Linked DNA regions of Mus musculus: all the other regions are linked to region 3. Evidence: chromatin contacts called from public HiChIP or PLAC-seq and promoter capture Hi-C data. All regions are on one chromosome and are shown on one strand. The core of a region is the stretch at or near the end of the contact, and the rest is flanking DNA. Distances in the headings are between cores, read along the strand shown.

The links. Promoter capture Hi-C pulls out the DNA fragments that hold promoters and counts their contacts. HiChIP or PLAC-seq counts read pairs in DNA pulled down with a chosen protein or histone mark.
Region 1: an H3K27ac HiChIP or PLAC-seq map of bone marrow-derived dendritic cells shows a contact between it and region 3, with 8 times the contacts expected there. The contact joins the promoter of Oser1 here to the promoter of Zhx3 in region 3. A contact is called at or near these places in 5 of 39 promoter capture datasets (the 3T3-L1 cell line, cranial neural crest, hippocampal neurons and 2 more) and 1 of 115 datasets of contacts at active chromatin or transcription factors (bone marrow-derived dendritic cells).
Region 2: a contact with region 3 is called in an H3K4me3 HiChIP or PLAC-seq map of embryonic forebrain, with 7 times the contacts expected there. The contact joins the promoter of Ralgapb here to the promoter of Zhx3 in region 3. A contact is called at or near these places in 4 of 39 promoter capture datasets (cranial neural crest, hippocampal neurons, liver and 1 more), 1 of 115 datasets of contacts at active chromatin or transcription factors (embryonic forebrain) and 2 of 9 other capture datasets (adipose tissue and liver).
Region 4: a contact with region 3 is called in a promoter capture Hi-C map of pre-B cells, with 7 times the contacts expected there. The contact joins the promoter of Actr5 here to the promoter of Zhx3 in region 3. A contact is called at or near these places in 11 of 39 promoter capture datasets (the 3T3-L1 cell line, 3T3-L1-derived adipocytes, cranial neural crest and 7 more), 2 of 115 datasets of contacts at active chromatin or transcription factors (astrocytes and pro-B cells) and 3 of 9 other capture datasets (adipose tissue, liver and macrophages).
Region 5: a contact with region 3 is called in a promoter capture Hi-C map of hippocampal neurons, with 7 times the contacts expected there. The contact joins the enhancer-like site here to the promoter of Zhx3 in region 3. A contact is called at or near these places in 11 of 39 promoter capture datasets (the 3T3-L1 cell line, the C10 cell line, the HPC-7 cell line and 8 more), 2 of 115 datasets of contacts at active chromatin or transcription factors (astrocytes and extraembryonic endoderm stem cells) and 1 of 9 other capture datasets (liver).
Region 6: an H3K27ac HiChIP or PLAC-seq map of large pre-B cells shows a contact between it and region 3, with 3 times the contacts expected there. The contact joins the promoter of Mybl2 here to the promoter of Zhx3 in region 3. A contact is called at or near these places in 4 of 39 promoter capture datasets (the 3T3-L1 cell line, the C10 cell line, the HPC-7 cell line and 1 more) and 1 of 115 datasets of contacts at active chromatin or transcription factors (large pre-B cells).
Region 7: a promoter capture Hi-C map of pre-B cells shows a contact between it and region 3. The contact joins the enhancer-like site here to the promoter of Zhx3 in region 3. A contact is called at or near these places in 6 of 39 promoter capture datasets (cranial neural crest, embryonic stem cells, frontonasal cranial neural crest and 3 more) and 2 of 115 datasets of contacts at active chromatin or transcription factors (astrocytes and large pre-B cells).

What each region holds. Positions count from the first base shown.
Region 1 is chr2:163,417,619-163,421,229 of GRCm38.p6, reverse strand. It overlaps Oser1 (oxidative stress responsive serine rich 1), which reads left to right and starts at 1,760. Exons shown (of 4, transcript NM_025699.2): 1 at 1,760-1,818. It overlaps 2900093K20Rik (RIKEN cDNA 2900093K20 gene), which reads right to left and starts at 1,459. Exons shown (of 1, transcript NR_151490.1): 1 at 869-1,459.
Region 2 is chr2:158,408,452-158,412,156 of GRCm38.p6, reverse strand. Ralgapb (Ral GTPase activating protein, beta subunit (non-catalytic)) reads right to left here and starts at 2,304. Exons shown (of 30, transcript NM_001291138.1): 1 at 2,054-2,304.
Region 3 is chr2:160,870,949-160,874,779 of GRCm38.p6, reverse strand. Zhx3 (zinc fingers and homeoboxes 3) reads left to right here and starts at 1,790. Exons shown (of 4, transcript NM_177263.3): 1 at 1,790-1,989. It overlaps Gm35129 (a long non-coding RNA gene), which reads right to left and starts at 1,782. Exons shown (of 3, transcript XR_866921.2): 1 at 1-1,782.
Region 4 is chr2:158,623,531-158,627,057 of GRCm38.p6, reverse strand. Actr5 (ARP5 actin-related protein 5) reads right to left here and starts at 2,145. Exons shown (of 9, transcript NM_175419.4): 1 at 1,542-2,145; 2 at 502-731. The coding sequence starts at 1,916.
Region 5 is chr2:158,686,335-158,690,308 of GRCm38.p6, reverse strand. All of the region lies in intron 1 of Ppp1r16b (protein phosphatase 1, regulatory subunit 16B), which reads right to left. Among named protein-coding and RNA genes, the nearest start is that of Ppp1r16b, 21 kb to the right of the region's middle. Within about 2 kb of position 2,353, at least 58 of the 459 cell types and tissues checked have an H3K27ac peak or open chromatin away from gene starts, as enhancers often do. A contact at or near this core is called in hippocampal neurons and liver, where this site is marked.
Region 6 is chr2:163,052,729-163,056,378 of GRCm38.p6, reverse strand. It overlaps Mybl2 (myeloblastosis oncogene-like 2), which reads right to left and starts at 1,744. Exons shown (of 14, transcript NM_008652.2): 1 at 1,531-1,744. The coding sequence starts at 1,550.
Region 7 is chr2:158,717,008-158,720,725 of GRCm38.p6, reverse strand. The region is part of intron 2 of Ppp1r16b (protein phosphatase 1, regulatory subunit 16B); the gene reads right to left. Among named protein-coding and RNA genes, the nearest start is that of Fam83d, 49 kb to the left of the region's middle. Within about 2 kb of position 1,770, at least 71 of the 459 cell types and tissues checked have an H3K27ac peak or open chromatin away from gene starts, as enhancers often do. A contact at or near this core is called in pre-B cells, where this site is marked.

The DNA.
Region 1 (3,611 bases), core at 511-3,010, 2.5 Mb before region 3:
TAGCTTGAAAAACAAACAAACAAAAAAAAAAACAAAAAAACCGGGGCTGGCAACATGGCTCAGCGGTTAAGAGCACTGACTGCTCTTCCAAAGGTCCTGAGTTCAAATCCCAGCAACCACATGGTGGCTCACACCATGTGAGAGGGTGAGATCTGACACCCTCTTCTGGTGCATCTGAAGACAGCTACAGTGTACTAATGAATAATAATAAATAAATCTTAAAAAAAATTCAAAATCTGATGAAGTTCCCATCGAATGCAAAAGGCTTTCCCATGATTGCATTATAGAGCAGGATCAGGAAAAACAAAAAACAAACAAACAAACAAAAATAAGCAAGCAAGCCAAAGCCAAGCCAGCTGTCTGGAGACGGGGCTGTCTGTCCAGTGAAGTGTAGATTCCATTCTCTGTGGGTTGACTCTAGTTAAGCTGGACATGGCTATCCTCTCTAGCATCCACTTCTAGAAGAGGCCAGCTTGGGTTCAGGGGAAAACCCACTCTAAGGTTTAGGTGCCAGAACCAACTCTATTGAGGAAAATCGTCTTTCCACACAAGGGTCTGAAGTGGAACTCCAGAGTGGCAGGCGATGGGGAAACGTTTAAAATAGAACAGGCCCTGACAATGGCGGTAGGGGGAGGTCTTTCATAGCTCACCCTTGCCATATGGGTAACTTGTCAGATCACTAAAAACCAGAGACTAGCCGGGCAGTGGTGGTGCACGCCTTTAATCCCAGCACTTGGGAGGCAGAGGCAGGCGGTTCGAGGCCAGCCTGGTCTACAGAGTGAGTTCAAGGACAGCCAGGGCTACACAGAGAAACCTTGTCTCGAAAAAACCAAACAACAAAAAACAAAAAAAGCCAGAGACTGGTAAATTGCTTAATACCTTCTTGCAGAATTTAATATGTACGTGCATTACCCTGTATTTCCCACTTGATGCTCCCAAACCATCCTTGGAAAAACAAAAGCAAAATGCCTTCGCTGAAACCGTTTAATTTCCAGACGTTCAATTATCAAGAGATACTTCAAAATGAAGGCACGGGAGCCCGAGGCAGGGGAATCAACGCGATTTTCAGGCTGGTCTAACAAATGAGATCCTGCTTTTTTTTTTTTTTTTAAAGCAAAAACCACAAAACCTAAATAATTTCCATTCCAATTCCGGGCAGCATCCACCGCCTGGGCCTCGTCCAATTAATACCTTCTTGGCTTCTCTGCGGACCCAAAGAGACGACCCACGGCGAGGGTTGTGGACCGAGTGCAAGCGCCCTTGGTTGCATGTAAGAAACTCCGCCAAGCATTCCCGGAGGCATCAGCTGGCGCAAATACTCCCGCAGCCCACCGAATCCCGTTGGCTTGGGGACTTCAAGAGGACAAGAAGGAAGCAGGCTATGCCAGGGGAGCGGCAGCGGCTCGATAGCTGCAAGGCAAGCCGCCGCCTCACGTGACAGCGAAGAGGAAGTAGGCACGCCCAAAAGCCTGCCGGGAGCGAACCCAAGCCAGGGGGCGGAGGGAGCGAAAAGAATAACAGGAAATGACTTAAGACGCACGTGCTTCGGAGAGGGGTTGGAGCTGGGGCTTCGAGAGGCCGGGCTACCGCCGTACGCCTGCGTAGTTGCGGCGGGCCGAGCTGCCGAGTCACCGAGGTGGGAGGAGCGTGAACGGTGGGCAGGGCGCGAGCCGAGGTTGCGCAGGCGCAGTACAACTCTAGAGGCGCGGGCCACCCTATCGGTGGGGTTTGGATCCGGGTCAGACAGACGCGGCGGACGCGGAGAGACGCTCGGAGCCGACGGGGCCGGATTCCCGGGAGCGCCCCAGCTGCGAGGAGGTGAGTGGCCGGACGGGACGAGGAGGGCCGGGGACGTCGTGTCCGCCAGGCCTCCCACCCGCGGGAGGCGGAGTCCGGCCCTCCCGTCTGGTCGCGGCGTTTCCCTGCGCCGACTGCCCGGCCCGGCCCTCGGCTGCCGCGGCCTGGAGTGCCAAGTTGCGCGGCCTTCGCTTCCCGCCTTCCTGCGTTCCCGCGGTGTCCGGGCCGCGCCGGCCACAGCTTCCCCTTTCGCTCTCCTTGCCGCCCTTTGCCCCTTCCCGCCTTTTCCCGCCCTGCGAGTCGCACTCCTCTCCGCTTGCGTCCTGCGGCTTCTGCGCCGCAGCTTCACTCCTGCCTCCTCTCGGAGTCCGTGGTTGGCCGGGGCGGACAGGGTAAAAGCCGAGACAGCTCCCCGCTTGGGTGTCCCCGGGTTCTGACCTTTTCCCAGCCGACTCCGCTTAACCGTGATAGGCAGAAAGGAACGAACGTGTCGCTTTGCCTGTAGTCCTGTGATTTTGAGGGGTTGAGTGGGTGTGCCCAGAGAGGTGTGGATGTGTTCTCGTCCTAGGGACAGATTGATTCTATCCGGGCCGTTCTGGATAGGGTTGGTTAGTTTGTTGTTGTTGTTTTTCCTTTTCGGGACTCTGTAACTTTGAGAGGTTTGGGGAGATTTCTCCGCTTTAACTTTGTGAGGACGCGTGCAGATCTCATTTTCGTGCTGCTGAAAATGAGAAGTTCGACCGGAAACTTAAGGAGAGCTTAGTTTAAAGCTTCAGAGGTGTAAGCAAGACACTGCACACGGTATTGGTGGAAAGAAACTGGGATGTGATTTGACTTAAAACCACGAAAAGTAACTTCTTATGGGCCTTTTGCAAGTCTGAGGTCTTTGGGCATTCTTTGGAAGTAAGAGCAGTGAAGGGGTAATAGGAGAATTTCCCACAATGTAATGTAAATGAAGATAGGCAATCCACTCACCTGTTGTATAAAGCTGTTGGGTTGATGCTTCCATAATGGAAAGCTAGGAACTGGGAGGAGCATAACAACCCATTTGTAATTGCAAGCATGCTCTGATCTAGCCCCCTAGGTTAAGCCTAGGATACTCTTGCTCTGGCTTAAAGTAATTGAAGAAAAACATGAGCAGTCACAGTGGTGGACGTTTGAAAACAAGTTAGGCGATACTTTATTCTCAGAGTTTTTGGTTTGCAGCCAGATTTTTATTTTGGGCTGTTGGGGTTTTTAATGATATATCTGGGAGTGTCTCAACAAGAATGCTAAGTTTGTATTAACATCTAGGGTGGTCACCTGCCATACTATTAAGTCAGCACTGTGTAATTAGAAGTTGTGAGGCTTAGCTGGGAGGCTTCCTAGCCAAGTGTGAGTCCTGGAGGGTAGGAGTGAGATGCCCTCCCTACTGAAATGGGGTTCCTGGGACCCCTGTATTCAGTTCAGCCTCTGTTGTGGCATCCAAGGTAGAACTAGGAATCCTAGAAGTACTTGTGAAAGGAGTGGATCTCTGCCTGTGATGTTTACCAGTGTCCATGTGGCTTGGAGTGTACTTAAATGTTGACTGATTGCCACACAAGTCAGATTGAGAGAACTACTATAAACCTCACTATTAATTTTTTTTACTTGTATTATGTGTATGAGAGTGTTTTATATGAAGGGCAGAGTGCAACTTGGGAAGTTGTTTCCTCCTGTTACTCAAGTTCTAGGAAACAAGCTCAGGTGCTCAGGCTTAGTAGCCATTCACCCTTACTCTTTGAGCCATCTTTTCAGTCCTTACAAATTCAGCTTTCATGGAGTTGTGGTAGCAA
Region 2 (3,705 bases), core at 1,055-3,554, 2.5 Mb after region 3:
AAGGCAATAGCATCTAGACAACACTTCTTTTAGACAATGAGGAAAGGCCACATGCAAAACCCCAATGGCAATAAAAAGTCTCTCACTATAGAATAGACTGTCTACATGGAAGTTAACAATAAAATTCACCAATGTTCTTGTTTTGTTTGTTTTTGTGTGTTGATTGGTTGGGTGGAGGTTTGAGGCAGGCCTCTGTATGGAGCCCTGGCTATCCTGTCACTAACTCACTGTGCAGAGCAGGCTGGCCTTAAAGAGATACACCTGCTTCTTCCTCCTGAGTGCAGGGATTAAAGGCGTGTGCCACCTCACGCAGCTAAACCAACCAATGTTGCTGGAACATGGTCTTACATCGTGCCTTGTCATGGATAAGAATTCAACATTTTATTCATCTGCTGAATAAATGAATAAACTTAACTAGAGTATTCCTAAGGAAAAAGGAAAAAAAAACCCTAATGTTAAGAACAGCAAATATCTTTTATAAAAAAAGAAAACAGATGCCTCTGCGGCATGAGGTCTATGACATAAAGGGACTAAACACTATATTCAAAAAATGTTTGTCGGCCTCGATGTCAAAGTACTCCAAGAGGGAGAGACAGACAGACAGACAGACAGACACCAAGAAAAGCATGGTCCCTGCCATCAAAACCTTACAGAAGAGCTTAGGAGTACAACACAGAAAAACATGTGGTCAGCTACTCTACAATAATGCCAAGATGGGCAGGGCTCAGGGGAGGCAGAGGATCTTGAAGGGACTGTTGAGAGCTGGGCAATAGACAGAATTGATGCATATGAGAAGGTGTATGTGTTCGGGTAGGGTGCTGAGAAAACACGGAGGCCTGTCTTGTAGAAAGAACAGTGTATGCAAAAGTCCAGAGGCTAGAGAAACCATAACCATGAGTGCCGTATATTATGGGAAATTGTAAACCAACAGTTTTTGCAAGGAATGTATACATTTTTTTTAAAAGCTCTGCTAAGAATCCATAATTGGGTCTCACCCTCAAGGAGGCCTACCTACCAAAGGGGTGGTAGTCTGTGGATCTAAGGAAAAGTTCTCTCTTAGTGAACAGCTACCATCCTAGCACTCAGGAGGCTGAGGCAGAGAAATGGAGAGTTCCAGCAATAGAACAAGGGCGCGCTGGGGGGAAGGGAGTGACAATATGAATTTCTGCCAGTGGAATCCACGATCTTAACAAGCATCCTCCTGCACACATAAACTGGAGAGGCACTGTCAGACCTCTGAGATTACATGCTTTCACACTTGTCAAACCTCACTATAGCCCAGAACCACTAGGGGATCTCCGGAAAGACAAATACTAGAAAGATACTAGTATTTGTCTCCCCCTACCCTCTAGACATGGTGGTTTAATTAGTTTGAGGTGCTATGGCACCAGGAATCTTTTCAAAACTCCCCAAGTGATTTTTACCGTGCATCAAAGTTGGACATCCAATGACCTAATTGGTTAAGAACCTGGATCGGACTGTCAAGGCTGCTTGAGTTCAAATTACCCAGCTCTATGACCTTGGGCACCAAAGGCGCCCGATCGCTCTGGGCCTCGGTTGCCTGGTCCGTAGAATGGGGTAACAGTCCTGCCGTGCAGGGTGCTCAAATTCCCTATCTGGCCTGGGCCTGGCGGAAAGCAAGCATTTGCGGAGGGTGGCTGTTTACTCTCCTCGCAAGCGTCACCGTGCCCTGGGCAGTAGCATCCTCACCGGACGGCAGCAACTCCACCTGCCCCTCGGTGGACCGCATCCTCCCCGGAGTTGCCGCTGCCACTCCAGACCCGCCCCTGTCCCCAGGCTGCCAGGGGGGCGCTCCGCCAGTCCGACCCTCCCGGGTTCGCTCACACCCGGCAGAATCCGCGGGCCAGGACTGTGCTCCCGCGCCCGGTGCGGCCACTTCAGAACCCAGGAATGCGCCCGCCGACGCTCGGCCCCGGGAGCAGCGGAGGTTCAAAGAGCCCCTGCCTCAGTAGCTGCTGAGGAGAGGGAAAAAAAAAAAAAAAAGCACGGCGAGAGGGGAGGGTCCGGCCGCACCGCGCCGGCCGCCGCGTACCTGAGGCGACGGGCGGGGCCCGCATCGCTGGGCGGGCGCACCGCGGGCCGCACTCGGCCTGCCGCCTCACGCGACCCGCGCCATCCGGCCCGCGCTGCCACTGCCCCGGCCGGCCCTCCACCGGCAGTCAGTCCGTCCACCCGTCAGTGACTCTCCCAGGGCGCCCAGGGGACGACGAACACCGGTCGCTTGGCCGGCCGGCTGGGCTCCGTTCAAGCAACTTCCGACTGCCAGGGGCGGTGGCGTCAAATAATTCCCCAGCCGAAGGGACTACTGCGCCTGCGCGGCGCTGCTGACCCGCGACTTCTGAAGGGACCGAGTGGGCAGCGTCAAATAAGTCTCCGAGCCTGGAGCCGGAAGCTGCGCGTGCGCAGCCGTCCCAGAGGGCCGCGCGAAGCGCGATTGCCCACACCGCCCCCTTTCGGGCTTCGGTGGAGTGGGAGGAGTAAAGTGACGGACACTTACGTCATCGCGGTGCCAGCTCCAGAAGCAATCTGGCTTCTACATGTTCTTAGTGCAGAAGAGTAAGGGGCTTCTCTATGAAAAGTTGGCTACCATTCAGGCTAAAGGAATGTCTCACATCTCAGCATTGTAGCTCTTCCTTTGCCCAGCCCCTTATTACATGGGCGCAGCATTATTATGGGCAATGTCCTCGCCAGGCCTGACGTGCTTTAAAAGGATGATTCAGAACCTGTCACCAACGAGTTGTATCTGATCGGGGAGATAAGCTATTACTAACAAGAGATACAAGTTCGAGCACCTGCCATGCACCGGACGTTTTGCAAACAGTACCACTGTCAAGAATTTCGTTTCAACTTCCACGAGGAAAGTAACAACATTTTAGACGTACTCCCCACGTGTCAGGCTGAGAGGAAAGAGGGATGGAGACAGCTTCATAGAGAGCCTGGCCTTGTGACTGACCTTGGAACTCAGAGGTGGAGGGATCAGGGTGTTAGGCTGTGCAAAAAACACATTTGTATGGAAAGCAGAGAAAACGGTGACTGTCATCCTCAGAAGAGACCATGAACCAAGTAGGAGTGAAGAAGAAACTAGTGCCCTCGTAGAAGAGATAAAACAAGGATTCTTTAAGACCACAACCTCACCTACAGGAAGAGGGGAAGGGGTGGGTAACAATGTGCCAGGACAGTGTGTGGATGAAGCAGTAAAGTTCAATTAGACAGTTTTTGATAAGTGCTTTATCACATGGTCACTATTCCAAGCCCCTCTCTCCTTCCCACTTCTACACTACAGAGGCCAAAAAGCAAAGCCCCCTCCCCTGCTTGACAGCATACCAGTGAAACAAAGTTCTAGTCCATAAAGCATAAACCAAAGTTCCAAGGGAGACTTAGGATATAAAGGAAGTCCTGAGAAATTTTGTGTCCTTCAACTTTCCCCAACTTCATGATTGGAACCATGGTATAATACAATGCCAGGAGATGTGGCAGTCATTCTGAGATCTTGCAGAAGACTCTACTATAAATGTAAAACAAGGCAAAGAAACCTGCCTCTTTAGGACACACCAAGGAAACTGCATGGACTCTGTACTCCTTTCCTGCTTTAAAGAGGGTGGTGGGCCTTATTTATACCACAATCCATTGAGTTTTCTGTTACTTGCGACCACATTCCTAACACCGAATATTGAACATCTATGG
Region 3 (3,831 bases), core at 541-3,040:
GATATCCATCAAAGGAAATACCTTTTGAATAGAAATGTGAAGTGAGACACATCTTCCCGATGCTCAGGAGAACATATCCTAAGTGCAAGAGTCATTCATGTTCCAGGGGCAGGAAGGAGGCTGGTGTGGCTGGCTGAGGCAAGAGGAAGAAGGAAATGCGCTTAGTTAGAAAAAAGGTACAGATTGCACGTGATCTAGGGGTCCCTGGAATAAAGGCTGTTTTTTAAAAAAATAATGTGCCCAAGATAGAAACCATTGGGTTTTTTTTTATAAAAAAATGATTTATTTTACATTCTAATCGTTTTCCCTTCCTTCCTCTCCTCCCCCCCAGCCCCCAGGAACATTATTTTGGCTTAGGCTTTAACAAGATCCCAGTGACTGCTGTGTTGACTACAGGCTGGAATGAAGGAGAGCAGGTAGGGAAGATGCTATTGCAGTATTCCCAGCATGCAGATGTCTAAAGGTGGGGCTGGCAGGCTGGCTAATGGATTAAGATGGCTATGATTGGAAGAGAGGAGTGAAGGGTGGCTGAGACCTTTGGCCTGATCATTAAAAACAAAACAAAACAAAACAAAACAAAACAAAACTGGGCTTGACATGAACTGTATGTAATGAGGAAGATTGTGTAATAACCATATGCAGTGTGTTAAGGTACAAGTTCTAGTGTTTGATGCTGGACATGTTAAGTTTGACACATTGCTCACACTTAAAACATACATTTACTAACTGTGATAAATTCAGCTTTTTTTGTTTTGCTCTTTGAGACAGGTTCTTACTATGTAGTCCAGACTGGTTTGGAACTTGCTTTGTAGCCTAGGCTGATCCCAAACTTGCAATCCTCCTGCTTCAGCCTCTTTCAGTGAGATTATGGGTGTAGACCATCTTATACACAGCAATAAAGTCAGCCTCATTTGCTAAACACCAAGATAACGTGCAAGAAGCTTTATATAGACTGCCATTTAATCTTCTCACTCATTCTATATAATCCTAACATTTTGTTGCCTTTTGTGGATGAGCAATTGTGGCCAGTTGATATTCGATATAAGCTAATTTGGGGTTGGGACCCGCTCAGTCTTCAGAGCTCTATTTGTCAATCTGGATCCGAAGCAGTAGGGGACCACTTTCTAAACATATTTGCCACAGATTTAGGTTCTGTTGTGAAAAGGTGCCTGGAACAGGAACCAAGATTTTTAATTCCAGGCCAACAGCAGCTGTGAAAATGTACATGAAGGGAGCAGGTGTTTGAAAGCGCCACTATCCTAAGACAGTGTTAAAGAATCGGAGATCATGCCTTCGTTTCGGCCGCTATTTCTCTGAGTAAACAAGATACTAGAACCTGCCGTGAACCCTTAGTGGCGTTAAAGCAACTCCCAAATGTGGCTAATTTGGAAACACTGCACTGGAGAGAGGGCGCATGGGTCTGGGACCCTTGCCCAGACTACATCCTTTTGAAAGTTTAACCTCGTGTGGCCTTCCTTAGGTGGCCCTCAAGAAAGACCAGGATACGGAGCACAAAGGCCGGGAACCGCTTAGGGCCTCAGCATCCGCTCAGTTGTCCGCCTCCCCTGCCCCCGTGGCCCCCAACACAGAGAACGCTGGCCCGCAGCCGAGCTGCGCATGCGCTCTGGGTAAGGTCCGCTCCCCGCGACGTCAAGGGGCTTGCGCCCGTTCCCAAAGCCCCGCCTCCTAGCGCCTGAGGCGACCCGGGCGGGGGGTGGGGGGTGGGGTCGAGCCACGCCCCCAGCCGAGTCGAGGAGGGCCGACCGGAGCCGAACGCCTCCGAGTGCCACCGAGCTCGGCCGAGCGGCCGGGAGTCAGTTGGTGCTGCTCGTCTTCGCCCCAGAAGCAGTCCGTGGATCTGGCGTCGCCACCGCCGCCGCCGCCGCCTCCGCGGGGCCTGTGCCGGCCGGCCGCCCACCAAGGAAGGAGGGAGGCTCGCGGCGTGGGGAGAGCAGCGGGGGCCACGGGTGCCGCCGCCGCCGCCGCCAGGTGAGCGCCCGCCGAGGCCCAACGTCCCCAGAGCTGTCAGTCCCGGGCGTCTGTGTGTCTCCCCGCCTGTCAGCCCCTGTGTGTCTGCGAGCGCCTTCCCGCCAGGCCCGGCTCCCGCCCGGCCCTGTCAGCCGCCAGCACCCCCGCTCCGAGCGGCCCCGCCCCTTCCCCCCGATGTCCCGCCTTCCCCATCTGTCAGCGCCGCGCTCGCTCGCCGTGGGCTCCACGCCCGGGAGTCCAGGGTCTGGGTGGTCGCGCGGGACAGAGTTGCAGAAGGAGCCGAAGCGGGCCGGAGGTGGGGGGCCTGGCCGTGGGTGCGTGTGTCCGCATCCCGCGGGCGGCTGGCGAGCGGCTGGCACCGGTGCGTCTGGTGAAATGAGCGTCGGGACTCGAACCACTCCGGGGTACAGTGGAATCCTCCTTGCCCACGCGGAAACACCCGGGTTCTGGGATATCCAGATGGGCGTGTGAGCAGAGTTTGGGACCTGGGAAGCCTCTCCAGTTTGGGGTTTTCATTCAGAGAAACCTGTTGGAAGTGATTGGGGAGTGGGTGGGGTGTGGGGCTTAGGGTGCAAAGTACCTGAGAGCTTGAGGCATTCTGAGTTGTGTGGCTTGCATTTGTGAACAGTGATTGCCAGGGTAGTGTGTCCTGTGAGAAACTGTTATGTGACGCGGGTGGGGGTGGGGGTGTTAGAGAAGGGAAGGCATGCTCTTTTCTGCCTTTCTGGATGTCATGCCAACACATATATTTATCTAGATAGCCTAAAATGTTTATTCATGAGGCATCTACACATTTTTTTAATGAAAAAAAAGAGTACGGCACTTTTCATATATATATATATATATATATATATATATATATATATATATATATATATACACATACATACACACACACACACACACAAACACACATGGTCTCGTATGTTGCTATCTTGATTTATTTTTTTGTTTGTGGTAACGTAGCATCACAATATTTCAAAACTAACAGAAATGTGTTCTAAAATAATTGGTAGCTTGCCGGATAATTCTCAACCGAGGAGAAAAGATCCAAAAGCACACTTCATTAGCTGGAACAACTGATTTCGGGCTTAATTTGCTTCTAAGAGACATACAGTGGAAAAATCCAGAAACAGCAAAGAATGTATCAAAGAGACTTAGGAAATGAGCAAAAGGGCCTTTGTATGTGTGTGCCTTGGAGAGATGGTATCAAAGCAGCTTTAAGGGACAGGGCTGCTGTGTAATGATAAACATATTAACCAAGTTGGTTTTGTGACCTTGATACATTGGGCCATGCTTGATTTGTGCAGTGGTTCATGACAGGCAAACATTGCGTGGGAAGTGTGGTAATTTTTTTGGAAAAGAAAAAGTTCCCTATGATGGTTTTTTCCCTCAGTTGAAGTGAGATTTCAGACTAGTTGTGTCCAAAATTGGGATGTACGGGGTGTGGTGTGGTGTGGTGTGTGTGTGTGTGTGTGTGTGAGAGAGAGAGAGAGAGAGAGAGAGAATGAGCATGTGTGAGCACTTGTGTATGGGTGAGCATCTCTGTTTTTCTGTCTCTGATTTATTTTTAAGGCAGAAAATTTGAGTAACAAACGCGTAAGGGAAAAAATCCTCATAATTTACAAACACTAGTAAACTAGTTTGGCATTTATCTTTTTCAGTCTTTTGCTCCCAAGTATATGTGTTTTCTTTTTTCTCTCTCTCAAAGTGCTACCAGCCTATATGAGTTTTATCGTATACTTTTCCTTCCATTTATAAATAGATTGTGAGGGGTATGTCTTGCTTTTATGAGCAATTATTTTCCCTTTAAAAACTTTTAAAAAAAAGAAGAAGAAGAAG
Region 4 (3,527 bases), core at 896-3,395, 2.2 Mb after region 3:
CAAGGCTGAGGACCTCTGAGTTCAATTCCTAAGACCCACATGGTGGAAACAGAGAACCAATGCCCTTATACAGTTCTCTGCTTCCAGCTTCCTGTCAAGCACTGTCAAATCCAGACAGACAGACACAGGTGTGCTCCTGCATGCATAAGCACACACACAAATTTTAAGAAGAAAGAAAGAAATATAATGGAATAACTTACTCAAACCATGCTTACTGAATGCCTCCTATGGGCAGGTATCATGTTAACTGTTCCCCCATAAATCAGAATTGTAACACTGTATAACTGTCAATCAGACATAAGACCAACTTGAAGTCCCTCCAGGAGGTCCCAAAGGGCAGGTAGAGTAACTTCTGAAGGCACTCACTGATGTAGGTCTGAGCCCAGCTCAGTTAAACCACCTAGCACTTCCCAGACTTTCCAACAGGCACCTTTTACGTCCCATGATTCCAGGCAGCCCTAAAACGATGCTTCTCCCACACAATGCCACGGCACAGCTCACCTCCCTTCCAAGACCGGTAAGATGTGTGTGCACTGGTAGCCGGATGAAATGATGAGGCCGCTGGAAAGGGCATTCTTGGGCACGTTGTGGTAGAAGCTGAAGAGGCTGTCTATCCCATAGGCAACCTTCGGGATCCTGTAGCATTCGAAAAGGAGCTCCGACATCATTTGACGGGAGTAGAGGGGGTTACACACAGCCTCTGTCAGAACTATGGGATGATCAACGCAGCCCTACTTTGAAAGACAAGCACAAAGAGACAAACGGAAGCATGCATGAAATGCAAAAATAACCCCAAATCCTTACGCAGGACAGAATTTACTTTTGAACTCTAATTTAAAACACGAGGTCGTGGAGGGAGACACTCAAGGCCAGACACGAGGACTAGAGAGAACACATTAGAACCCAACTCTGTTTCCCAGCACCTAATCTCTGACTCCAGTCACAGAAGATCACCTGCCTAAGGCACCTACACTCTTGTACACATTCTCACACATATAACTTTGAAATAATACATCTTTTAAAAGGTGCTCACGGGCCATTTTAAAGAATACATTTCATCTCTATTGGAGATTATTTTGGGAAGCCAAAATAACATGATCAATTTAAGCTTTTCGTAGGTCTGTCTGTCTGTTGGTTTTTTGTTTTTTTAAGATAAGGTTTCTCTGTGTAGCCCTGGCTGGCCTTGAACTCACAAACATCTGCCTGCTTCTGCCTACCGAGTGCCCGGATTAAAGGGCCGTGAACCCATGCCCGGTTCATTTTAAGTTTATTAAGTCAAGCTTTGGCTAAACTGTTAACTGATAAACCCCGTTGGTTTTATCTTCAAAATACTTCCAGGATCGGACTGGTGCTGGTAAAACTCATCTCACTTGGACTATTGCAAACTGGACCCTTGTGCCTGAGACAGCCCATCCTCTGGAAGATAAAGACTTCGTGGTGTACCCTTAGCTCCTAGCACAAGGCTGACGAACTTGTGTTCAATACCCTACTGCCTGGCATGACGGCTGAAGCCGAGCGCGCCCTGCCCGGCAGGCCCTCACCTGCGAGGAGACGCCGAGGTGCTGGAAGCTGTAGTCCAGCAGCAGTTCCTGCAGTTCCAGGTTGACCGGGACGTTGCGATCGAAGGGCGAGCGCAGCATCCAGCGCAGAGGCTCCAGGCTTCCCAGCGCGTTGCCCACCTGCGGCCCCGGCCCGCCGCGCGCCCCGCCGCGGCCGCGCGCACACACGGCGCGGAACTGCAGGCGAGGCTCGGGACCGGGGTCCGGCCCGGGGCACGCCCACCCGGCCCGAGCCTGGAACGACCCGTTGTCCAGCACCAGAGGCACCGGCTGCGACCCGAAGGCCACCGGCCCGGCTTCGAGCACGGGATCCGGAGCAGAGCGGGCATCTCGGAAGCGGAACACGTTGGCCTCCATCTTGGCCAGCGCCGGTCCCGCCCCGAAGCCGAGTGCGTCACGAAACCCCGGGCCGCGTCTGAGTCTCTGGGCCCCGAAGCGTCCGGAAGCCTCCTCCTTACGGGAGGACTCGCTGGTTTCAGCACCTGATTCCCGCCTGGCGCTCCAGAACTTTCTGTGGGTTTCTATTCCCCGCTGATCCAGGCCTCAAGTCCAACCGTAGCTCCAGCTTGTCCGCAACAGCCTCCTTGTGGCCACGCCTCTTCGCGCTAACTGGCTGTCCACGAGCCCCGCCCCCAGCTCCGAACATGGAGGCGTAGCCACGCCCCTTGCTCTAACTAAGGGACCAAAGGCTCCACCCACACTGGGCTGGACTCCGCCCCTCCCTGTCCCCTTACTCTCCCTTGGTCTCTGTCTGCATAGCCTTGCAGATCTAGCCCTTAGTTTTGTGACCGTGTTAAGCTAATCTCCTTCCCCTTTGACTTCTTTTTCTGTTCATTTGTTTATTTATTGCGTGATGGGTGTGGGAGCGTGCCAAGATGCCTGTTCTCTTCACCCAATAGGTTCCAGGGATGGAACTCAGGGCCCTCAAGGGCCCAGTCAAACTCCAAACTCTGAGGTACTACTAACTTCAGTTTCTGGGAGTGGCAGCTAAAATGAATATTTAGTGAGTTTGTAAAAATTCATCAAGCTGTCTACTTAAGATTGAATATTTCACTTTTTGTTTTGTTTTGTTTGGTTTGCTTTTTTGAGACAGGGTTTCTCTGTGTAGTTCTGGTTATCTTGAACTTACTCTGTAGACCAGGCTGGCCTCGAACTCAGAAATCCGCCTGCCTCTGCCTCCCAAGTGCTGGGATTAAAGGCGTGTGCCACCACTGCCCTGCTTTGTTTTTGGTTTTGTCTTTGTTTTTGTTTTTAATCATGTCGTTGTATCTCATGCTGGCCTTCAACTCTCAGCCATCCTCCTGTTCCAGCCTTTTATGTATTAGGGTTATTGACATCTCACACACACACACACACACACACACACACACACACACACAGATACACACACAGACACACCAGTTTACCCCTTGTTTTGGAGTGCATTCTATAAAAGCTTCTGGAATACAGAAGAGGATATGGGAGATAATTTTTTTGAGACTGGATCAAGTGGGAGATAATTTTTTTGAGACTGGATTAAGTGTCTTCATTTTATCCATTGCCTGATTGAACATTTGACTGAATTCCTACCAGGACGGCTCCACCCGATAAGATTGCCCTGAAAGCCTGCTGACCATCCTCCCCTCTCCCACCCACCACCCAGCTTGCAGCTGTTGTTTGGGGCTTAGACACCCTGATCACCACTCCAGCATTGTTTTTTTTTTCTCTTTCCTCTTTCCCCAAGCACGCCACGACAACTCAAGTTTTCTGTTTTCTTGATTGCTGTATTTTCTTTCTTCTTTTAAGCTTTAGCCCTGCACTTTGAAGGCTGGTTTATTTACATGACGTTTTAAGAAAAGTGGCAAAAAAAAAAAAAAAAAAGCCGGCCTTGGTGGCGCACGCCTTTAATCCCAGCCCTCAGGAGGCAGAGGCAGGCAGATTTCTGAGTTCGAGGCCAGCCTGGTCTACAAAGTGAGTTCAGGACAGCCA
Region 5 (3,974 bases), core at 1,104-3,603, 2.2 Mb after region 3:
GGGGGGGGGGGAACCCAAGGCCTTCCATATGCTCTCTGCCGCTGAGTTGCAGCCTCGATCCTAGAAGCACCCATACGAACCCAGCCAATACCTTTCAAGCATTTGCCACACACCAGGACTGTGCTAAGGGATGAGGAAAATAGCTGGTGAAAGGCAGACATGGTCCCTGTCTCACTGATGTATGGCAAACGGGCAAGGGAGTACAGAATGAGCAGCAGCGGAGGCAGGGGCCTGACTCCTACCATGATGCTCTCTCTACAAGCTCCAGACAGTCAGAACTTGTTTACTGTATTGCCCTCTTTGCTCTGGGCGAAGAATTTAAGGACAGTCGACCAGCCCCCTAGAGAAAGCTAGGGACAGCATCTCCCAAGAGCAGTAAAAGGGGCCAGGGCATATTTTCTGTGACTTTGCCCCTCCCACCTTACCCCTTGGGTTCCCTTGCAGCAGGGCCCCAGGACAGTTCCCTCCTGACTGCTAGTTTTCAGGTGACCTAGTTTCCCCCAATAGACCCACACACCTCCTCCGCCCCCATTCGAGAAAACCCTGCTCACGCTAATTAAAGAATTGCCTGGTGCAGGCCAACAGCAGCCAGGCAGCCGCACTCCCTGCGGCCTCCCAGCCCCCCACCCCCACCCCCTGAAGGACTCTGGCCTGGGTGCTGGGAGATCCCAGGAATTCAGGACTCCATTGAGCTTGGAGGTGGCTTCAAGAGACTCTTGCATCCCAGTCCATACTTGGACAGTGGAAACAGAGCAAGGTTATCTATCTGGCCCTGGGAGAACAACAATCTCAGTATTTTAAGGAGGCCAGGCTTCGAGGTAAATCAGTGGAATGGCAATATTTTAAGCTTGGTGCATGGTGAAAGTATCAATGAACCATCACACAGGCCTGTGAGACCTCAGCTCATAAAGGGACTGGGCTGGGGGTATGATATGGGGGTCTGCGCAGGCAATGAGGTCATCAGGAAGTGTGTGCAAGTGTGAGAAAACTGAGTCCAGGGGAAGTAGGGTGGGGTACTGACTTTCCCCAACATCTGGGCCACATACCAAAATAGCTCAATTGTGACCAACAGGAAGTTTAAGGCCAAGGCATTGGGCCCTGGGAGAAGCGGGAACAGGCCACCAAGGTGTCGTCACCTTACCCCCCATCCCCCAGGCTGGCAGAGTCTTAACTTGGTTCTTCTCTATGCACACACTCATCCTTGCTGCCTTGAGGAGAAGGGACCAGGGTGCGCATCTGGGCACCGTGAGATTGGCCCTTAAGGGGAAGAGTGCTCAGTGGAAGCGGAGCCATGGGATAGCAGGAGGCACAACAGATGAAAGGCTGTTGGTGGGGTTGCTCCTGCTACTGAGCGTACTCCTGAGAAGAGCACAGTAATGGGAGGTCTTAGAACTCCTTCATTATCCTGAGCCCTGATTGGTCAGAGGTCTTGGTAAGGGCCTGAGCCCAGACAGGGATTGGTTCTAGGGCAGGCCTAGGCCTTAAGTTGGCCCAACCAGAAGCTTTCTCTTCCCTCTGTCTGAGGAGCCAGGAGACTGAAGCCAAGGTGCTCTGAAGGCAGTCTCTACATGCAGCCAGTGCTTGGTGGTAAAGGAGATGAATAAGGGGTCCTTTGAACAATGAGACGCTGGACTCCAGCTAGCCAAACCAACACACCTCATATATTATATAACCCAGTTCCTTATTACCCAGAATATCTTAAAGTGCGGCAAGGATGCTTTTAAAGATGCAGGTCTAGGGACCCCAGGAAGGGTTGTGGCCTCTTGCAGAAGACTATTATCAATATGCGGACTTTCCCCTACAAAGGCCATTACAGACTCAACAGGTCTAAGTGGAAGGCCAGCCTTGAGGAAGGGAAGAAGGTCAAGGCTGGGTTCCAACAGCATTCATGTGTGTTGACTTGGGAGAAAGGACACACACATGCACACGCACACAGGCGCGCACACACACACACACACACACACACACACACCACACACACACACACACAGGAGGGAGCAGCTGATTGACACATCTTTGGAATCAAGCCTACCAGTTTGAGAAAAACAACACGAGGGAAGGTGAATTCGAATTGAAGAGACTGTCGAACATGAGTCAGAGAGAGAGCGTTTCAAAGTTCACACTGTTAAAATGTTCGGCTTTTTCTCCCAGTTCCTCGGCTATTCTTCTCGGCGGTCTTGGCAGGCGCTGCGGGAGGAAGGGCCACGAGTGCTTTTCTCCTCGTGTTTCCTGTGCCACTGAGCATGAGGGGAAAAAGAAAACAAAACAAACAGCCCGGGTGGGCAGCGGCGGCGGGGCGGGCGGTGCCTCCTCCCTTCCAGCTCTCACTCAGGGCTTGCTTCTTCACTAAAGGGATGCACACCCCCGCCCTCCCACAGTACAGCTGCATAACATCACCCTCGAGAGCTCGAGATGCTCCACGCATGAGCAAGGAGACTTGCTCCAGATATCCGAATTAGCAATCTCCTCTGTCCCTCCGGCCCCACCGTCAGGGGACTCGGTGCACTGACTGTCCTACTCCTGCAAGAATGACCCCTTTAGACTCTGGGCACAGTCACCATACCCAGGCCTCCTGGTTCTAAACCTGATGGAGGACCAGGGTCCCCAAGGAACTGCTCCTCAACTCTACTTCTCCCAGACATGTCACTTCATTCAGATCTCTTAATGGTGACCCTGAAGCTCATTTACAGGGTTTCACATTTATAAAGAAGAGAGGCAGAATTCATAATTCATCGGAATAAAGAGTGACCAGATAACCCATGGCCCGGGCTCTCTCTGGAGATGAATCATGGTCAGCTCTGGGGCACCAATGACATTTCCTTGGACTAGTTGAGGACACTGGTTGCTTCAGCCTCAGGTAGAATCAGACTTGTGGGCAGGTAATATAGGGATGCTGTCAGCCAGGCCTGAGGGAAAAAAACTTCTAATGCAAAATCAGAGGCCAGCCCTAGAACAATGTTGGGGTCCCTCTCCCCTATACTCAATAACCACCCATCAGGCTGCAAAGAGACAAGGGCCAGCGGTGTGGTAGACAGTTTCCCAGGAGCCCCAATCCTGACTGGGCTGGGAAAGCATCCAACAGAATAAGGATTTTGCTGAGCATGTCTGGAGCCCGCATCTGACAACACAACCTGTCAGGTCCATTCCAAGCAGATGATGGGTTGATGTTTGGGGTTGGCGCTTCATGTAAAGGTGAGATGGCCTCCTTAGGCTTCCAAGAGATGGATTTCAAAGGGGTCGATGGTTCAGTGGACACAGGAAGCCCATGAACACATCAGTCATCCACACTGAGCCTCCTGTTAGACACGTGAACCCAGAGAAGCCAGACTACTTGTAGGTAAGAATGCCAGTGTGGGGAGGGGCCCAGGGGACACACACAAAGGACAGGGACATGCAGATATAATATCTGTAAACGTCCCATGTGGTCCCATCAATCACAGTCACCGGTTTCCCAAAGAAGCTTATATAACAGCTAGGTAGAGGGAAATGGGAGTCATATTACGAACACAGTTCCTCCAAGATTGGGGGTGTGGAACCCCCACCCCCATCCCCTGTGCAGAAACAGAAAAAAAAAAAAAAAAAAAAAACTTCCTCCAAAGCCAGAGGATCATTTTCAAAGCAGGCCACCTGCGGCCACAGAATACCCTCCTAGATCATAGGTCATTAAACAAGGGACAGCTGTTGGGAGTGTGAAGAACTCGTCCCCTCTGCACCCCTCCCTGCCATCTGACATTCTTGACCAAGCTTTCCTCCCTTGTACTAACTCTTAGGTTGCTGGAGTCCATTTGGGGCAGTATAAGGAGAGAGAGATTATCAATGGGAAGTGATCAACAATGACTACTATGGCCAAAGAAGAGAGCAGGGACTATGAACACATCAACTGCAATTCTGGTCTACAGCATGCTTGCCTAAACTTGGATTTCAGGGTCTGCCTTTTGCCCCCTTGATTAAGATTCTAGTCCTCAATGTGGGGA
Region 6 (3,650 bases), core at 495-2,994, 2.2 Mb before region 3:
ACAGTATTTGGAGGGCGGGGGTCCTTTGAGATAGGTATCTCTATGTTGCCTTGGCTGCCCTGGAACTCACTCTGCAAACCATGCTGTCCTGTATACTGAAGAGATTCACCTGCCTGAGTGCTGTGATTAAAGACATGTGTTGCTGCTACCCGGCATGGTCACACTATTAAACAGATGGGAGTATCCATCAGTCACACACCTTCTTGCGCATTCTCAAGGGCTCCATTTAACAGACGGGAAAAGTGAGGCCGACAACGATTATGTCACACCAAGCTCCACATTTTTACACCCTAACCTCCCTAGGAACCGTAGCATGAAAAGCAGAGGCCAGTGTGCTGTTTAAAGAAAAGTCACACTTTTGTATATACACATACCCTTTCTCTTGCCCTTGTACGTTCTGGGCTATGCTCCAGGGAAAGGTGAGTCAGAGGCCAAGAGGGAAGTGGGCCACTGGGGTACAGGGAGTCACACCATGTGGCAGAGAAAGGCTCGTGAGGATGCAGGGGCACAGAGTCCACACTTCACAAAAGAGACCCTCAGATAAGCCCGGGGCTCTGGGATTAGTACTTCCAGATGCCCTTCCTGGGCACTGAACTGTCCTAGACACCGGGGCATGGGAAGCCACCCTGATCAGCACCCACAGACCAAACCAATACCCAACCCAGCCACGAAGAACTCTGCAAGTAAGCAAGCAGGCATCTCTGTGCCTTATCTTCATCCTAGGCCAGGTTCGGCCATCTGAAGACGGTGGAAAGGCGTTCTGAATTGGAAAGACCCAGAAGGAACACAGCAGAACCCAATTATCCCACGCCTTAGAAAGGCTGGAAAGCCCCGCGATTAGGCCCCAGATACACAGGTGTCCCAAAAGTCCAGACTTGACCCAGCCACCTAACCTCTAGGGAACTAAGAGGGAAACCCAGTTCCTGCCTTTGGCTCAGAGGCTGCTAGCAGAGCAGTCTCGTTGCACACCAATAGTCTTTACTCATCCCCAACTGCCCAAAACTAGCGTGGGACAGGAAGAAGGCTTCTGAAACCAAACCGAACCGGCCGCCGAAACCCCATGAGACAACGAATTCCCCGTCTCGCATCCCGCGGAGGGCCCAGGGGCTTTGTGCTTCCCGGAATGCTAACAAGAAAGGAACGCCAGCAAATTCGAGCCACTCTTGATCGACAAGTGTCTCCCAGGCTTCTGCCTTCCACTCGCTGCGACAAGGGGAGACATTCTCCCTACCCAGTAATGGGCCTCCAGCTGACACCGCGAGCGACAGCCTTCCTTCCCCACCCTGCAATTAGGCGGGAGATGATGGACCTCACCCAGGGCTGGGACCCGGTCTAGAGGGGGAACCCGCGCTTTCAGACTCCCGGGCCCAGGAGGCCCAGGAACCGAGCGAGGGGGTCCCGATAGCCTCTTAACGTGGCGCGCGCCCCTGCATCGGGCGGCGCAGGGTGCATTTCTCCCGGGGATCCCCATCTCACGCTTGCCGACCCAAGGAGAAGGGAGAGGACCCCAGCGCGCCCGCAGCCTCTCACCAGCGCGTCCGCCGAGACATCCCCCCGGCCCGGACCCCGCCGCACCCTTACGCCCGCCGGCCGAGCCCGGAGCGGGAGCCGGGCCGGGGTCAGGACTCAGGCTGCTCGAGCCGCTCCGGGCCCCAGGCGGTGCTCTCAGGCGTCAGCGTGTCTGCAGGTCTGGTCGCACGTTCCCAGGAACTGCAGCTGCCTAGGGAGCGCACAGAACCACTTTCCTATCTCCCGCCAAGTGCGTCGGCGCCGCCCGGCCCTGGCGCGCGAGCGCAGGGGCGGAGCATACGGAAGGGGCGAAGCGTACAAGACACGAGGGGCGGAGCCCGCGCGCCAGAACCCTAGGAGGGGCCTACTGTAGGGGCGGAGCCCAAGCATGGGGAAGAGGGGAGTGGTTTACCGGAGGGCAGAAACCGAATGTGCAAGCGGGCAGATGCTCTGTTAGTTGGCAATCTACTGTGTCCAGATACACCTACCTTAGGGATTCAATGAGGCGCGAGGCCTGGCTCTGTGTGAATCTTAGATAGACCCCGAGCCACACACATAGCAAAGACTGGAAGAACTGAATAGGAGAAACTTCCCGCCCAAATTGTCACTGCTTGGGACGGTCCAAGCCACTATCCCTAGAGCCCCCATGCTCCCTTTGACTGGGTTTGTATCTTTTCCTTTGCAAGCCTCTTGCTTCTTCAGCTGCCTCAGAGAGACCCAGCTCAAAATCCCAACATTTCTCTCACCAAACTTAAACCTCTCTTCTGTCCGGGTTAAATCTTTGTAACTCCATTTAGTAACGGCCTTCCAGATCACCACGCCAAGACACAGAGAGGCGAAATTAAGTCTTGCAGCTTTTGCTTGGGCCGTATTTGGACCAGGAACTCCCCACATCTTCCCCGACTGGGGTCTCCTGCCCATCTGCTTGCATTTGTGCGCATTTCCTCTGCTGAACTGTGAGCATTCTGGGATCCCAGCAGCCTTTCCTAGGAAATGTATTAAGCCCAGGGGGAAGGCTTGTTGGCTTACGTTCAATTTCTGATGGCAAGGGTTGTCTCTTTCAGGTTGTCATTTACTACCTAAAAACTGAGTGTCATCTTACTGGGACTCCCTGAAAGGATAGGAGCCTGGAAGAACCCCAGCCAAATGCCCTTTAGGCTCAGGCCTCAGATCTCTTTCCAAAAACTGCTGGCCCCTTTTAGACAGTACAACTCCGAAAACTTCATTTACTACAGAAGGATGAAGACTTGAAAGCTACAAGTTTTCACCTGGCTTAATTCAAGGCTTCCCCCCACCCCTCTCCCTTCAAAGGAGTTCATGTGGATCGCTGCTCTTCACGGCTAGTGTGCTTTACAGTGAGATCTCCTCGGGGGTGATTCCCAGCCTACCTTTCCCTAGTTCCATTATCTCAAATTATCAAACTTCTCCATGCCTGCTTCCTCACCTACAAAAACAGTTCATAGAAACCTTTGATCTTCATAACAACCCAATGAGTTATATGCTTGTATTACCCGATAGCAGATGGAGAAACTGAGGCACTGACTTCCCCAAACTGTAGTTCTAGAGTTTATAGTAAGGAAAGGGGTAAGGAAAGGGCAAATGGCTTTCCTCCTAGCATCTTTGGCTTGTTTGCAAATTAAATGGATAGGAAATAGATTAACGGGAGGAAACTCAGGTTTAATTACTTGCATATCCATTGGAGTCCTGTAAAATAATGACATCATACAAAGGCTCAGACGTTTGAAGCTTCCTGGGGTACAAAAAGGAATGAGGTCCAAGGACTTCTGTAGGAATGGTGGTGACACAAGCTAACTAGGGATAAGGAAAGGAATTATGTGGCAAACAGGTGGTCTTGTCATGCAGATAAAAGTCTCCCAGTTAAAAGAAAGATATAGGCATCAGCCGGTTCCTAGTACAGAATGCAGGCTAACGCAGATTTCCTTTACAAATGTAAATTTCTTTTACAAAAGGACTGCCTTGCAAAGTTATTTCCTTGTCTATAGTCCCTGCAGAATAACCAGGTCAAAGCATGTTGGAGAAGTGGGAGATTATTTTCTCCTACACTTTATTTTGGGGTACTGTGTACAAACCTTTAACTCTAAGCAATACAAGTACATGAATATGTATAAGGCACATATAAG
Region 7 (3,718 bases), core at 521-3,020, 2.2 Mb after region 3:
AGAGGCTCCAAAGATAATGGATACAGGCATCAATGCATGCCTTAGAATAGGCTAGAGGGACGTCGGAGTCACACTGTGTCCTGTGCTCTCTGAGGCAACTGACCCTGGCCCACTCCCCAGTCCCAGCCCTGGGATGAGATGAGATGGAGCTAGACCCTGGGAGAAGCTGCCCTGTGCTGGCCTGGCTCTCCACCACAGCTGGAAAGGCAACAAGGAAGTTGGTCGGGCATCCATACAGCCTGGCCTCCCCTGACAGCTCCCTGCCCACTGGAGTCATACCTCTCAGGCTGGCACGCAATCACCAGGGATCTCTGCCCCAGATCCCTACTTGTGCCATTTACCTCTATGTCTAGACCCTGCAGGGATTCATGTCACTTAAGTCACTTCCTCAGAGAGATCTGCCCTAAGAGACCTTTGCCATTTAGTCATCATCATCATCATTATTATTATTATTATTATTATTATTATTATTATTATTATTATTATTATTGTCAGGTTGGGAATCAAACTCAGAGCCTCCTGAATGCTGGGCAGGTGCTTGGCCACTGAGCCCACCCCCATGCCCAGTCACCTTCCAGTTAGTCTCAGGCTATCAGCTCTCCTAAGGGTCATCAGCCCCACTGGGCAGGGGTCCCGGCTGTCGGCTGTTGCTCACTAAGGAACCTCAGGCATCCTGACACAAGGCTCACAGGTGTCTGTGAAGGAAGACGAATACGCTCAGCTACAAGCAGGGGTATACGGGAGTAGGGGGATAGGGAGTGAGGGTGGGCACAAGAGCGCTGCCCCCTTGCATAAGGACCATCTCTTCCACAGGCCACGAGATGGGTTTTTTGAAACCCTTAATCCAGTACCTCCCTCAAAAGGAGCCCTGGGGGCCATACTGTACAGTATCCCTTGCACAAGCATCTAGAAGAAACGAAAGTGACTTGAGTACACACCCACAGGATAGTTCTATTAATGGCTTCAGGGCAACGAGTCAAGCATTATAGCTCAAGCATATCCCAGCACTGGGGAGGTAGAGGCAGGAGGATTGGGGATTCAAGGTCATTAGCTATGTAGAAGGTTTGAGGCCAGCCTGGGCTACATACAACTGGAGAAAGACAGAGAGAGGAAGAGAGGGAGAGGGAGAGACAGAGAGAAGGAGAGGGAGAGCCAAAGGCAGAGACAGACAGACAGACAGACAGACAGACAGACAGAGACAGAGAGAGAATATGAATCACAAGTGCTGGTGAGGATGTGGGGTAAACAAAGCTTCACGAGTAAGAGCAAATGGTGTGATGTTCCCCAGAAGGTTAAAGGGGAAAGCCACCACCACAGATGAAAACCACGGGCCCAGGCAGACACCTGTGTACCTAACCTCAGCCCTGCACAGCCACCAAAGACAAAGACAACCCGAGTCCCACAGCGACCACAGCCTGCGTAAGACTGACACACAGTGTGGCAGACACAGGCCCAATTTTGGAGGGAAATGCCAACTGACGACAGATGCTGACATAACCCAGAGGGAACCGTCTCTGTGCCAAAAATTACTCGAGAACAGGGCCTCACTCAAGCAATGGAGAAACTGAGGCACAGAGTGGTCTTTCTGAGGTTACTGAATGGAGCTGGGGTTGGAGCCCAAATGGTCTCGCTCCAGAGCCCAGGGTCTGAACCATGTACCTTGGTGATTCTTGGCTGGACCCCACAGGAAGCTGGTCTTCAGTACAGGGGTAGATCTTTAACCAGGCCATCCCCTGGGGCCACACCCTACATCAGCGTCATCCGCTGCATATCCACATAATGGCTGCAGAAGTCAAAGAAGCTAAGTATAGTGTAGTGCCCTTTAAAAACATCACTTTGAACTGAATAGACGTTTCTAAAAAAAAGAAAAAAAAAGAAAAAAAAGTGCAGAGCCAAGAGTAGAGGTGCACACATTTTTATCCCAGCAATCAGGAGGCAGAGGCAAGTGGATCTTTACGAGTTCCAGGCAAGCCTGGTCTACACAGAGTTCCAATCTAGCAAGTTATAAAGAGTGAAACCCTGTCTCAAAAAAACAAAACCAAAAAGTAGATGTACGTTGGGCCCAGGTTGCCCCTCATACTACCCTCCCCTTCCATGGTGAGAAAAGGCTGGTGGACCTACAACAGCAAACCACCTGCTGTGGACAAGACACCTTGGTTGCTCACTTTCTGTGGCACCCCATTCACTCTTCCCAAGAATGTTCAGGAACGTGCTCCCGGGACCCCAGTTCTACAACCAACGTGAAAAGGCTCAGAGAGATCAAATCCCTTGCTGAGAGTCATACGGCAAGCAGGCAAGTCGCAGGGCCCACACATGCACACTCTATTAAAAGGATGCCCCTGTGACCCACAGGGAGCCACAGACTATAATAAGCTTCCCCCTAAAACCAGGAGCAAGAATCAAACTTTACAGGGTTCTGAAAAACCAGGCAAGACTTGATACCCTCACAAGACAGGCAAGTGAAGATTGTGCCAGGAGCCAGGAACCCTGCTCTGTCACTTGTGGTCTGGGGACTGCCACTAACTTATAGCCACAGCTGAGATGCTGCATTAGAAATGAAGGTGACACATAAGGGTGTGGGCTTGGTCAGTGCCAGGCTCTGTGCTGAAGCCATGCACATGGAGGTGGAGCCTCCAAGTGGGTCCTTCACAGCCCAGGGTCATCTCATGCTTGCCTTGCTCCACCCTAGGTTTCCTGGGTAGAGAAGAGGATAAAGCTGGCTTCCGGCTCCACATGGAAACTCAAGCCATTCCAAATAGTGGCCCCACAAAGAGGACAGGGCCCAAGAGGCAGACATGTCCCTGGAGACAGGAGCTGGGGCCACTGGCATGATTGCAGGGTGACCCAGCCCATTTAACGGTGCATTCCCAGCCAGAAGCAGGCCACACTAATTAAGTGGAAACCATCTTTCTGCAAATCAATTTCTGTAGCCCTCAAACTGGGTCAGAGGTGTCATCAGGACACGCCCACTTCTGGTCTACAGCTCCAAGCCTAACTTCCTGCTGGTTCACCCTCCCCATCCTAGGCCAACTAGGCGAAGATCCCAAGAGGAGGGGCACTAATAGTTTCTCTGGGTTGAGGAGGCCTTGTCCCTTTGGCCATGCCCATAGTCTGACTTCTAGCTGTGGCAGTGGGTGACTCACTGCCTGCAAAGCATCGTAGGATATAGTTCTTTCTCTCTCTGTGCTTGCTTACAGCAAGCTGTATAACCAGTCACTTTTCATTTCCTCCCTCTCCCTAGGTTACTGCTAACTTATTTTGTTTGTTTGTTTGTTTGTTTGTTTGTTATTCTATGTATAGCTCTGGCTGTCCTGAAACTCTGTAGACCAGGCTGGTCTCGAACTCACAGAGATTCGCCTACCTCTCTGCCTTGTGAGTGCTGGGATTAAATGCATCCTATTTCCTGATTTGCACACTTTTGAAATATGCAAATTCAAATATAATCATATAACATGTGACCTTTCCTGTCTGACTTTTGTCATGAAGTCCAGCTCAAACCTACTGTGGCATGTGTCTATACTTTATTCTTTACATGGTAGAATAATATTCCATTGTATGGATATACCACATTTAATGTATCCATTCATCTGCTGACAAGCATTTGGATCAGAGTTATCATAAAAATGCAGGTAAGTTTATATATGGACATAAGTTATGGAGATAGTTGGCAGTACGACAGCTGGTTCTGTATGCATTTGTTTAATGGGACTCCTTATCC